3 separate regions of the Zea mays genome follow, and all the other regions are linked to region 3. A link is a contact called in public Hi-C data. All regions are on one chromosome and are shown on one strand. The core of a region is the stretch at or near the end of the contact, and the rest is flanking DNA. Distances in the headings are between cores, read along the strand shown.

Evidence for each region. Hi-C and Micro-C count contacts between places; a contact is called where the count stands out from the background.
Region 1: a Hi-C map of endosperm shows a contact between it and region 3, with 3 times the contacts expected there. The contact joins the promoter of LOC103634469 here to the promoter of LOC100279524 in region 3. A contact is called at or near these places in 4 of 25 Hi-C or Micro-C datasets (ear, endosperm, leaf and 1 more).
Region 2: a Hi-C map of ear shows a contact between it and region 3, with 2.3 times the contacts expected there. The contact joins the promoter of LOC100279211 here to the promoter of LOC100279524 in region 3. A contact is called at or near these places in 6 of 25 Hi-C or Micro-C datasets (ear, endosperm, leaf and 1 more).

What each region holds. Positions count from the first base shown.
Region 1 is chr1:41,627,058-41,631,605 of Zm-B73-REFERENCE-NAM-5.0, forward strand. LOC103634469 (probable ADP-ribosylation factor GTPase-activating protein AGD6) reads right to left here and starts at 3,163. Exons shown (of 3, transcript XM_008656039.3): 1 at 2,073-3,163; 2 at 1,079-1,168; 3 at 1-631. The coding sequence starts at 2,861. The coding sequence ends at 146.
Region 2 is chr1:41,690,629-41,694,790 of Zm-B73-REFERENCE-NAM-5.0, forward strand. LOC100279211 (Acyl-CoA N-acyltransferase with RING/FYVE/PHD-type zinc finger domain) reads left to right here and starts at 2,145. Exons shown (of 23, transcript NM_001360944.1): 1 at 2,145-2,187; 2 at 2,896-2,991; 3 at 3,071-3,115; 4 at 3,265-3,593; 5 at 3,789-4,008; 6 at 4,118-4,162. The coding sequence starts at 2,974.
Region 3 is chr1:41,474,603-41,478,812 of Zm-B73-REFERENCE-NAM-5.0, forward strand. LOC100279524 (THO complex subunit 4) reads right to left here and starts at 1,899. Exons shown (of 6, transcript NR_158734.1): 1 at 1,605-1,899; 2 at 1,329-1,472; 3 at 527-595; 4 at 252-430.

The DNA of each region.
Region 1 (4,548 bases), core at 1,913-4,412, 150 kb after region 3:
AATAACAGTTGTAGACATGGTACAAAACACACAAACCCTTTCACCCGACTGTTTAAGTATCCCAAATAATACCAACCACTGGACCCTCACGTTTCCTGGCATGTAACAACTCTGAAAGTATAGCTCTATGGAAAAGAGACTGGTTTCAGCGGAAGCCGCCTTCTGTCCAAAATGTGCCACCGGATGTCCCGTTTTGGTTGCTCCCCTTGTTGGAGGTGCTGTGATTGTTGTAACTAGGGCTATCAAAACCATCATCCTTCCCATCATCCCAGCCAGCCCAGGAGTCACTGCTCTGGTGCGGTTTCGCAGGCTCATCTTTCTTGCCTGGGTCGTCCCAATCGTCCCAAGAACTGGAATTGTTCTTCGATGAAGAATTTTGGGAGGAATTCCAACTGTTGCCGTTGGTCTCATGCTCAAACCTTTGGTAAGGCTCACTTTTCTGCTCGCTGTGTTGCCAATCCTCTCCCCAGCCACCCACTCCTCCTTCCTTGGCATATTCCTCTACCTTTTGTGAGGCCAGCGCCATAACTCCTCTCATGATCCCCCAAGTCCTGCTTCCAATCTCTGCAGTTTTATTGGCAACAACACTGACAGTTTCATTCACCTTCTGGTCATAGCCCCCATCCCTCATCTGTATTCCAGAGAAGCACCATCATCAGACAGAAAAAAACAGTGATGTAAAACACGTGGGTTACAAAAAAGTTCAACATAAATATGCTATGATGTAGTCTAATACCAACTATGATTATTGATCAAGGAGCAATGACATGTGATAAAGTTAGTTCAATGAAGTTCATGTTACAAAACTAAGAATGGATATTTTGTGTTGATAGAAGAATATTGCATACAGATAAAATGCAGCATTCCTAAAATGTAATATAAAAGCATTCCTGAGCATGGCCTTGTCTCAAAGTGCAGTGTTGTTGCAATAAGATTCAAACAAGAAGTGTTTGAGAAGAAAAGATAAAAAAAAGTTATATGAGCTCGGTGAACCCCAAAGAGGGGTTCAAACTCCATAGCCAACACACTAGACCCAGGAATCAATTGTTGTGCAGGAGAATAGGTAAGCATCAGTCACCTTTGATTGGATTTCTTTTGTGCCAACTTGGACAGCACTGGCAGCAGACTGGGCAGCAGATGCTGCAACTAATGAAAGGCGTCCAAATCCCTGAAAAAGGTTTTATGGTAAGCAACTATATCAAACCAATATACAATTGCAAAACAAGGTATAATGCTGGAGTCACCACACCTAACTAAATATTCACATGACCAAAGTAAGCTGAGGGCAATAATGCATCAATTGCTATTAAACTACAACGTACTGGGCTACTGGCTGAGCTCAAACACATGCCAACATGTATATCGAAACCTGTTTTGCTTAATCATTTCGAACAAGTGGTGCTGGTCTTCTGTAAATATGTTACAGGGAGCTCAGTATGTTCCTGTACTACCCAGTAAACGAGATGAATAAAGCATCATCACTATGTTGAGCTGTTCACTAGGCTTCTAAAACTTGATAAGACCACAGTACTAACAAATTTTCATTACGGTCAGGAACCCCAGATAGAGCGATTGGTTTATGTATGTCAATGTAACAACAGCTACAAATTGTAAAATCCTCCATTTTTACTGCCGAAGAGTAGCAAGGAATAAAATTCAGAGCCCTACCATTGTAGGCAAACATATACTCCTACTCCATAGTAATTTTAATTCCACGAATTGATGACATAGGCTTCTAAAACTTGATAAGACCACAGTACTAACAAATTCCTTATGGTCAGGAACCCCAGATAGAGCGATTGGTTTATGTATGTCAATGTAACAACAGTTACAAATTGTAAAATCCTCCATTTTTACTGCCGAAGAGTAGCAAGGAATAAAATTCAGATCAGAGCCCTACCATTGTAGGCAAACATATACCCCTACTCCATAGTAATTTTAATTCCACAAATTGATGACGTATTGTTATCCAATCAATGGAAAATATAATATACTCTTCATCTATGATGAATAGCGTGTCAAGTGGATTTGTCCATTATAAGTAGCAATAGCACAAAGATGATCTTTTTTACCTGAGAGACAACCTGCATGACATCGCCCTGGGCAGCACCGCCGTTCCTGTTAGCCGACGGCGGTGGGCTGGATCCGAACCCAACGTACTTGCCGCCCTGGGATGGCGGGATCCCGTCAGGCTTGGACTCGTTCTCCGCCATCCTCCTGGCGAAAAAGTCCTCCTTATTTGCCGCCGACGCCTCCAGTTGCTGCCTCGTGTACATGTCCTGTGTTGATTTGGACCTCGGCGGCTGCCTCCCTGACTGCGCACCCGCGGCGGCGAACGATCCAACCGACTGATTCCGCCTCATGTCCGGCCGAAAATCGTCGTCCCAGTCGTCCCACCCGCCGCCGCCGGAGGCGGCAGATGTGTGCACGGGCGGCTTCCTAGCGGGGGCGGGGGCGCCAGATCCGGGCGTCTCCTTGACCACGGGCGGGTCAGTCCACGGCTTTCCCTCAGCGAGCGCGGCGATGCGGTCGCGGTAGGCGGCTGCGGCGTTGGAGTTGTACTTGGCGACGTGGGGCGTCTCCTTAGGAACGCCGCGAGCTGTGAGGAAGGCGTTGAGTCGGTCGTTGCCACCGGCCTCCATCTTGCGGAGCTGCGCCTCGGTCCAGGAGTCCATGGTGACCGAGCGCACGAAGCTGATGTGCACGCCGAGGCCCCGGTGCTTGCCCGAGCACTCGAGGCACATGAACACCCCATAGGAGACGCTCGCCCACTGCGGGTTCCGCTGCGCGCAGTCCACGCAGGTCTTGTTCCCCGTCTGCGCCTGCAGCTCCCGCAGCCGCCTCGCCGCCGTGGACGCCATCGCCGGATCGGATCTGCGCCTCGGATCCGCGGCTGAGTGGGTGGCGCCGGGCTGGACTCGGAGGGGAAAGGGGGAGGACGAGGCACAGGAGGGACTCGCCGACACTGGTGTGGGACGGTGAGGGGTCAAATACGGTGACGCGGTCGTTTCTACCCCTGGCTGCGCGTGGGCGGTGGTCAGGGCAGACCCGTAATATCCCTCATCGCCAGAGGGCAGCGACGGGTCCCTGGCTGGCTGGCTGGTGGGGCGTGGCCGAACCGAGCATGGGCCCACTTCTGACACCGACAATATGGACCCAGCGCGCAGGAAGGAGAAGAGAGTCAGGCCGGTCGGGCCACCAAGATGAGCGGGCGGCCAGCCAGGCACGGACGGTCTCCCGTATACGACGCGCTCTCCACTGGTTAAAAGGAGGCCGCGGCCCACGAAGGGTTCTCCTTCACACTGTTCAGGTCGAATTAAATTCACCTGTTTAGATTTGTTTCCGCTCTAATATACAAAATAGTGTAGAAGCATTGTGTTGTGGTTTCAGAAACCGGTGGACAATAAATTTGTGTTTGATGGAGAAGCAAGAGTGGACTCAATCCAAATGATGGATCACGGAGATCCGAGCAATGAACACAGACACGGGGTTTATACTAGTATAGGCTTACACCCTAATCCAGTGTAGTGCTAATCGTAGTACTGCTTTGAGACGTGTTACAACTAGTGTGCTTGTGTGTAAAATGAAAGTTTCTCAGTCCCTTCTATAGCTCAAGTGTGGGCTTTACAGTGAAAACTTATCGGAGGAGCTTGGCTTGCTGCCTCTAGATAGTTATTTTTGGTAAATTAGTTAATAATTAGATAGTTCTTTTTTAGCTAGCTAATTTCACTAATAACTAGGTGAGTACCCGTGCGTTGCAACGGGGATATATCCTACTACTATATAAGTACCTAATGTAGACCACACTGTGCACCACGGTTCTGCCCCTCACCCGCATCCCGACGCCCACCATTCCAGAGCGATAATCGCGGCGCGACATTTCCCCATCCTCGGCCCCTCGTCGTTGCCAAGCCGCCCTTTCATCACGCTGCGAATCCCGCGAACACTCTCTCGCTCCGCTCGGCCGCCTCCCGCGCGCTCTGCACGGCAACGCGTCCCGCGACCTGCGCCACCCAGCCCCCGGGATGGCCGTGCCACGCAGCCCCCATCTCGTGAATCCCACGAACGATTTGCCACTCCGCTCTGCCGCCTCCCACGCGCTCCGCTCGCCAATGCCTCCTGCGACCAGCGCCACCCAACCCCCTTGCACCCTGCCTTAACGGACTCCGCGATGTCAGCGCTCGGCTCGTCAATGGCCCCAGCGTCGCATCCACCGCACCTCATAGGCCCCAGCCTCCCACGCCGCCGGCGCGTGCAACAGGCGCCTGATTCACCCGCAAGCCCCCCTCCCCCGTCTAGGGTTTGGCATTTTAGCCGCCGTCATGGCATCGGTGTCGCTCGCGCTCCTCCCAGCCACATCGGCGCATCGTACAAGAAGAGCAAGCTGGCGAGACCACGATAGGGCCCTAGAACGTTGGGAGGAGGCCGACGCGGTGCGCAGTTGGTTATCTGCCATCGTGGAGCGTAATCGCGCCCTGCGACGCCGAAGAGGCTCCACATCCTTCTGCCTCCCCCGCGGTGGCTTGGTCGGCACCGCTGGCTCCACCA
Region 2 (4,162 bases), core at 895-3,394, 220 kb after region 3:
AGACTTAGTTTTCACCCCCTGTTTAGTAACATCTCTCATTTCAAATCTTACGATATAAACTTCCATGTAAATGTTTGCATAGGTATATATACGATTTAATGGCCATAAACTTAAAACTTCACTATGTAAATAGAATCTAATACTAAAAAGTGTTTTATATTGTCATATGTACGATCTGTTGATCATAGTTTAGATATCTATTTCCATCCTTTTTCACGTATGAGTTATTTACTGTCGGTACCCTGAATTAGGGGTACCCCTTACTACAGCATGAAGACACGGTGCCCGTGCGGCTATCTCTAGCCGCGCGGTGAACAGCACCCGACCCCAACACGTGGGCAGTCCCAGAGATGCCATGTGGACAAAAGAGGTGATATACTCCAGGATACCATCAGTAGGTCCGGACCTCCTCAAGAAAGCATCGGGCCCCTGTACACATAGCCCGGACCTCCGAGTACGGTCCGGGACTCCCAAGTAAGCAAGCCGGACCCCTTGGATGAGGTCCGAACCCCTCTAAGTGAGGTCCAGGCCACCCGCAGCAAGGTCCCGGGACAGGGAATACCCTGGTCTAGGTCAAGGACAGGCGAGGGTCCGGTACTGACACGTGTCCAGGCTTTATCCAGTGCGCTTCCACTCCCCGCTCAGGCGGAGGCCCGATGCTGCCACGTGGACTATCGCCTGTGACGTAAACCAGCGGGCGGGGCCTGACGTAAGGCCTCTGGGCCGCGCTGCCTCTGCATTTATTGCGGAAAAGACGCGCCGCCTGTCTATCCGCTGACAGACGATGTGCCCTCTCAGCATTTAATGTGTCCTGTCCACTCCGCTGACAGGCGGCATCCAGGCCATCATGCAGGCGGCGTGCATGTCCAGTCCATTGTCAAACAGTACGCCCGTGCTGCGAGGTGCACTGTGTCCATCATCACTTATACGTTGCCAGGGAAGCTTCCCCTGCACGCCAATACTACGCAGATCATGGATGTCAGGGCACAAGAAGATTGCTCCAGCAACGAACATTAGTTGCTCCAAGTATTACATCTGCTATGTCCCTGGGCCCGCATGTCGGTGCTCATCACCCTTGTACGTGCCCCCCTTCAACTATAAAAGGGGAGGCATGCACCATTACAAGACAAGCTCACTTAGGCTCGAGCGGACTGAGACTTAAGCACACTTAGACGCTCACAAGTTCATACAAGCTCAATACATCACACAGTGGAGTAGGGTGTTACGCTCCGGCGACCCGAACCACTCTAAATCCTTGCGTGTTCTTGTGTTCTCCCCATTTTCCAACTAACAAGAAAAAAGCTTAGACCCCTTCTCATCTTAGGATTTAGGGTGGGTGCATTCCACCACCCGGCCGGAGATTTACTCTCCGACATTTACGTTTTCTCGGAATGGAATAATATGTGAGTACATTGGCCACAAGACTTGTGACAAAATCGATAGACCCAGTTCAGGCCACTTGAACATCGTCGTTTCTTTTAGGGCTAGTTTGAGAATTCTATTTTCTTTAGGAATTCATATTTTCTCAAAGAAAAATAATTATTTTTAAAAAACAGAAATTTATGAAAAATTAGAGTTCTTAAGCTAGAACTCCTAGATTCGTCACCGATGGCGGCTACGCCTGCTGCGGCTGCCACGACAAGGTCAGTCAGCTCGATCAAGTACCTATATGTTTTCGGAATACTTCGCCGGTTCTATGGTTTTGCTCGGATCTTCATCTTCTCATGGGTTTCTTCTTTGCGCCGCGCAGGTGCTGTCGTCTGTCGACGCCAAGGGCGGACATGGGCAAGGTGGGCCATGACCCATGGCTCCAACTCACTTTTATAACCTCGTTTACTGCAGCAAAATAAACAAAGTTTTATGCAGTAGATAGGGCCAAATCTAATAGAAGCTAGTTTTTTTTTTCTCTAGGCCCAACCCATCTAGAGCTCTACTGCTTGGTCGGCCTACTCACCACGCTAGCCGTTCGATCCCCTCCCCTCGCCGCCTGCCCTCGTTGTCGGCCGCCTGCCGCCGCCATCTCACGGCCTCCTACCTTCCCTCGTGGTGGGCTCCACCGCGGTCTGGTTCGTCTTCGATCGTGTGGGATACAGCTTCCTCTCCGTCCTCTTGAAAGCTATCAGAGCAAGCAAGCCAGCCACTTTACCTAGCTAGTGTTCCGGCTGATTCCACTGGCGACGATTCGAGGTAAGGAATTAGCTAGTAGCCAAAAACACCAACATCAAGTTACTATCAAGCTTGCACTGGCAACCATATAAAGTTAATGAGTTATTGTTGGTCCCAACAATGTTGAGCTGTGAGTCACGAGAGGGATTTTGATATTAGTCAAGGCTCCAGAAGTATTGTCTAGTGGTACTGCTTGCTTTATGTGGATGGAAGTTAAGCTGCCTGCCTGCTGCTGTATGTTTACTTGGGTTGCTGGATACCAGTCACAATAATTGTTCCAGGCCTTAGATTTAAAAAGCAGGGTGGCTTCATATTTGTTTTGGACTGCGTTGATGTTATTCTTATTCAGTGCAAAGATCTAGAGATACAGAGTGGCATATCCACAGTCTGATACTCTGATTAAGTTACAATTATCTATCTAGTGGCTGAAGATCCAGGGATACAGATATCTATCTAGTGACTATCTTGTTTCTGTTATTACTCTGTACTGAGTGGCTTTATGCCTCTATTTTTGTCTGTTGATGTTGGTCATCGTTCATATTCTACTTCAGTATCTTGAAACGTAAGTCATTATGTATGATCTGGTAACTTGACAGTAGTAATTGCATTTGAATTTTAAGAAATGTAATCAAGTTTCCTCATTGCTCAAAATTGATATGGTCTTCATTTTGCAATGTCTCTAATTGGTATTTATTTTTTCTGTGATTTTGCATGATATTTTGTGATCAGCAATGTACAGTGTACCTCTATTGTAACTAGGCTATGTGTCGTCCATTCAGAGTGGTATACTAAATTATATCTTCATGGATGTTTGGTAACTTAGCGGTATATTCACTATACTACTTTTGTCAACATATTTTTCTTGTATTGATTTTTATCTAATATACAATTTTTCGAAGTATAGATTGGATTTTTATTGGTGATTCGGTACAACCAAAAAGGATTTCCGGTATTTATGTAATTTTGGAACATTTCTGATATTATCACTTAACCTTCACGTTATCATCATAAAACTACTTTTGTCTGTACTGATTTGTCTCTTACGATGCCACCCCATTTAGAACCTTGTCCTGTGTCCGCCATTGGTCGGCGCTGCAGTTTGAGAAGCACGTGGGGGCGGAGTCGAAGAACCAGAACGGTAACATCCTCCTCATCAACGACAAGTTGCTCTACGACCTGTTCCACGAGCTCAGAAATTGGCCCCCTTGTGCGGAGGAGTTTTGGGCGACCGCCGGGGTACTCATGACTGTGCCTGCCACCGAAGCCTCATCTGCGCCGCAGGGGCAGCAAGCAGGCGCGCCCGCTAGCTGGGAACCCAACGGGGTTCAGGTTGACGGCGTGACGGTGGATCCCCCTTTGCCTGGACGGGGAGCCATGGTGATGCTGACCGAGGAGGAGAAAGCCAGCTTGTGTCTGCTTGGTTTGAAGTGAGTGATTCCACTGATCGATTTGTTATGGCAACTATCTATGCGATGGTGTAATTTCGTAGCGAAGTGTTAGACCTTCAGTGGGACTCGGGGACATGTGTTCAATCATAAACTGGCATAATCAGACAAGTATTTATGCAATTATCTATATTAGTACTCGTTGCATGTTACTTAGTTCCTTCAGTTTTTAAGCAGGCAAAGCAGTTCCACGGCTGAGTTGGACACTATATGCGGCATTGAAGGGCCTGCTGCGGAACAGATCAAAGATGAAGCAGGTGGTGACCATGTGATGCACGATGCTCTAGTGGGAGTGACAGAAACAGAGTATCAGCTAGACAGTGACCTTAGAGATGTTAGAGGACTGCTGTCCACTGGACTTCTTGAAGGTTTCAGGGTGACCTACATGAAGGATGAGGTGTGTGTTGTTCCTGCTGGCATTAGGATTGTTGATTGAGTAAACTGACTGAAACATAGGGTTTTGTATCTCAAGGACAACATTTATGCTTCATTTTGATTATATTTAGGTGGAGGAGGTTGGACGGATAAATGGACAGGGTTATTCTTGTGGC
Region 3 (4,210 bases), core at 649-3,148:
GTCAAACCTCTTATTAATTTTTTCCAATCCTACCCAATCCATGGGTAACAGGATTAACCGAACAAGGCCTTAGATGGGCAGAGATGAATTGGAAAGGACAGGAGAGATGTTCACTGACGCAATTTTGATATAACAATGAATAACTAAAACATTATAGCCTCTAGTCATTTTAATTACTACCAAACACGCCCCTACAGATGTTATTGACATGGACTGATAATTCACGATGAATAATCAGATGAGAAATATACCTCCTCACAGCATTCCTAGCATGGCCACCATTGGAGACTGGAAGAGCAGCAGATGCAGTTGGAGTATTGGTCCCAACTATCTCTATCTTCATGGGCTTACCATCAAGTTGGACATTGTTATATTTCTTCACCGCCGCTACAGCATCAGAACGCCTTGCAAATACAACTTCAGCTGTTCCCTGTGAGATACAAAGTACAGAAAATGTAAGAAACACAGAAATTAGGTGTACATAAGAGACAGGTAGAAGACCATAAGATGACAACAGCATCTGCACCTTAGACCTCCCACTTCGATCATATATTATCGAAAAACGCTTCAGATCACCTAGCTCAGAGAACAGCTCCTGCATCATATAAATATGAAACTTGTCAGATAATGTTTACCAAGGCATTCGACTTACAAGGTTACAAAGGGAATCCATGTGATCTATGTGACATGTAATAAACTAATCAATCCACATAAACGTCAATGTAATTTGAGATCCTAGAACACATCTAAAATTTAAAATATCAGGCATAAGTTAAATCACAGTTAAAAAGAACTACTATCCATTGTAGGTAATAAACTTAACCAATGTCTCCCCAAACAAGCATAAGCATGCCAATAGAAGCAAAGTGATCAAACCAAAGTGATACAAATCTGTGGATACGACATGAGTGTATTTTTACATGTTTGAATCAGAAACCATACTACGAAAACTTTAAATCCTATAGCATTATGCAGAGCCACTAAATAATTATAGAAAACAAATAACAATCAATACACAGATATAGATCTACACTGGATCTAAGCACCCCTGTTAGGAAACACAAGAACAATATCTAAACATGTTAACCGAAGTCACGGGAAAACACCACAATTACAAGCCATAGATGTGACAACCACCAGCTATTGATGCCCTGTGTAACCACAATAGATCTGCGGTGGAACACAGCCCAAACGGCAAATATGTTCCGGGCTCAATTTTCAGGAGGGCGAATCTAGCCAATCGCACTTCAGGCCAGCTATTTACGGGCTTCTTAAAGTTAGATTCAGATGCAACAACAGAACACTCTTCGAACCGGCGAAGCATATACCTTGATATCGTCGTTCGAAACCCCAAAGTCCAGGTTGGAGATGTAGAGCTTGGTGCCCGTCTCGAGCGCCGAGACCCTCCCGCCGCCGCCGCCTCCTGCGGCGACCGCAGGGTACATGTCGTGCTGCCACGCAGCGTCAGGGGCCTGGATCGATCGCGTCACACCAAAGTGAGAAAACCAACCGACCATCTCCTCCCGCCCGAGTCAGCGAAGTCCGAAGCCCACGCATCCTCCGCCGGGCGACGCGGAGCAACAGCCCGTTCGAGTCGTTCGTACCTTCGGCGGCTGGTAGGGCGCCTGCCTGTTCCCAGCCCTCTTGAAGGAGCGCCTGGTCGGCCCGACCCCGCCGCTGCCGCCGCCAGGGGCGGATCCGCCGCGGCTGCGGCGGGCCCCGCCGGAGGAGGGGTTACTCTTCTTGTTGTTCTTGATGATGTCATCGAGGGTCATGTCGAGCGTCTCCGCCATGGCTGCTCGCGCGGAGCAGATCTCGGGGTGCTGGACTAGGGTTAGCGGGAGGCAGAGGAGGAAGCGGCCAAATCTGGTCAGGGTAGCTCTTTGGGGTGGGGAATTGGAGATCTTTTTGGTGGGAGGGGCGGGCGCCAGATAAAATATAGGCGGGGACACCGCGACGGCCCACGAGAGCGGGACGCGGACGGGCACTGCCACTGATTGGTTGGGTCGGCTGGCGGCTTGGTCAGATATTGGCGGAGTACTCCTACTTTTTTTTTTTTTTTTTCTCTTCTACTCCTCACTACTAGAGCTAGAAGTTGGGTCGTGTTAGAAGTTGGGTCGTGTTACTGTTAGGCTAGTCCGGTCCGATTCAATTGTAATTTATGCTAATTTTTTTGGTCATCATGGTACAAAATAATTGTGAGCTGAGTCGAGTCGTACCTAGATATTAAACGCTAGGTTCGGCTGGGCCCGAAGCACGACGGACAGATGATCGTATTCTGTCGGCCAGAGATGGCAATGTGTCAAATTCAGATCGGATACTGTAAATATCAGCTCGTAGCCATTTCCACAATTACAGATAATATTTGCACGCGACTATACCCGCGGGTAGAAATTCATATCCATGCTCATGTCCATTGGGTTTCGGATATCCATCGGATATGACAAAAATCTATTTTCAGCAATTCAATAATAGAATTAATCAAATTTCTTCCCAATTATCAGTCAAGATGTAGCCTTGTACAGGAATACAATAATACTACTATACTAGCTGAGCGTCTAAGCCTTGTACATGTGACTAAGACAATATGCTAGTGCGTAATAGCAGAAGACATGCAAATCAAAGAATATTTTATTTTCTAGTTATAATATTTTATCATAAAGAAATTATACATGGAAAACATACCAGGAAATCTCAGCACAAAACCACCACTATAGTAGCTGAGGTTGAATCTTTTTAGTCAATGACAGTATAATCATATTCATCATGGCAAACAACAAAATAGATAAATTGCCAATGTTAGGGATTAGGGTTTGCTGATGTAGTGATCCTGATGTGTCCATGTGTGGGCTGGGCCAGCTCCCGGCTGGGCTGTCTACTTTTCTGGGCAAAAAAATTGAAGTATTGGTTAATTTCGGATATCCAACGGATAACCCGCGGGTGAGGTTTAATATCCAAATCCATGTCCACTTTACCTCGGATCGGATACGGGTCTAACTCGTGGGTCAAAAACATATCCATATCCGGATCCATCGGATCGGATATCCGACGGATATCCGAATCCACGGATTAAATTGACATCCCTCGTGCCGGCACGAACAAAAAACTTATATATATCTAAAAAATACATTCTTAAAATAACCATTTAACCCTAGTTTTCTACTTCGTGTCGTGCCGGCCCAAGCATGACCCATCTAGTCGTGTCGCCCATCGTGCCTAAGTTTGAGGCACAGCCCGGCCATTCGTGTCGTGGTGGCCCGACCCATTTTCCTTCGTGTCGTGTCGTGCTTTGGGCTCTTTTTTCGGGACATGTCATGACAACCCTAAATGGCCTGGCCCAAACTTTCAAGTCTAGTGATTTCTCCTGTTCTAGAAATCTGTTTTTAACATGAACGGTGCAAAACTGCTTTACCTTACTGATTTTTTTGTTTTTTGTCCTTTTTTCGAATAAAATTCACGTTTAGACCCCTCGACGACTTAATTCTGTTTTGGACCCTTTGCTCGACGTCGTAGGCCCTGGCGCCGAGGTAAAACGCCTCGATGCCAGAGCCTGTGGCGCCAATGTACATGCCTCGATGGCATTCGAGGGCCGACGCGACAGCCACGTGTTCCTAGCTCAGCGCCACAGATCTTGCCACCGAGCTAGGAAGTAAATGGGTCGGCCAACTCCTTCTCCTTCCCCGTGCGCCACTCCTTCTTTCTCCTTTTCGAGCTCGTTGCCGACCGCCGCGTCGTTGAGCACGTATGTCGTCTTCCCTCCATCTAGCCCTGCCACCTTCGTTCTTCGGCGGCCTCCCCTCCTTCGCGGTCGTCGCCACCAAGCCCTGCCGTCGCCGCTCCGCCGGTGCTGCCCACGCCACCACCAAGCCCCACCTCGCCACAACCAAGTCGTCACGTCGTAGCTATTGGTTAGTATTTAGTGGTTAGTTTAGTATTTAGTTAGTTTTTATTTAGTTTATTAGCTAGTAGCTAGTGGTTAGTGAAAGGGAAATAGGGTGTAACCTTTTCCTATAAATAATTTTGGTGGTTCAATGCCCAACACAAATAATTGGAATAACTAGTTTGCTCTAGATTATATATTCTACAGATGCATAAAGGTTCAACACAAACCAATAAAAGATCAAAGCTAGGGTTCAAAAGCAAAGGAGCAAAGGAACCGAGAGTGCCCTGGTCTGGCGCACCGGACTGTCCGGTGTGCCACCAGACAGTG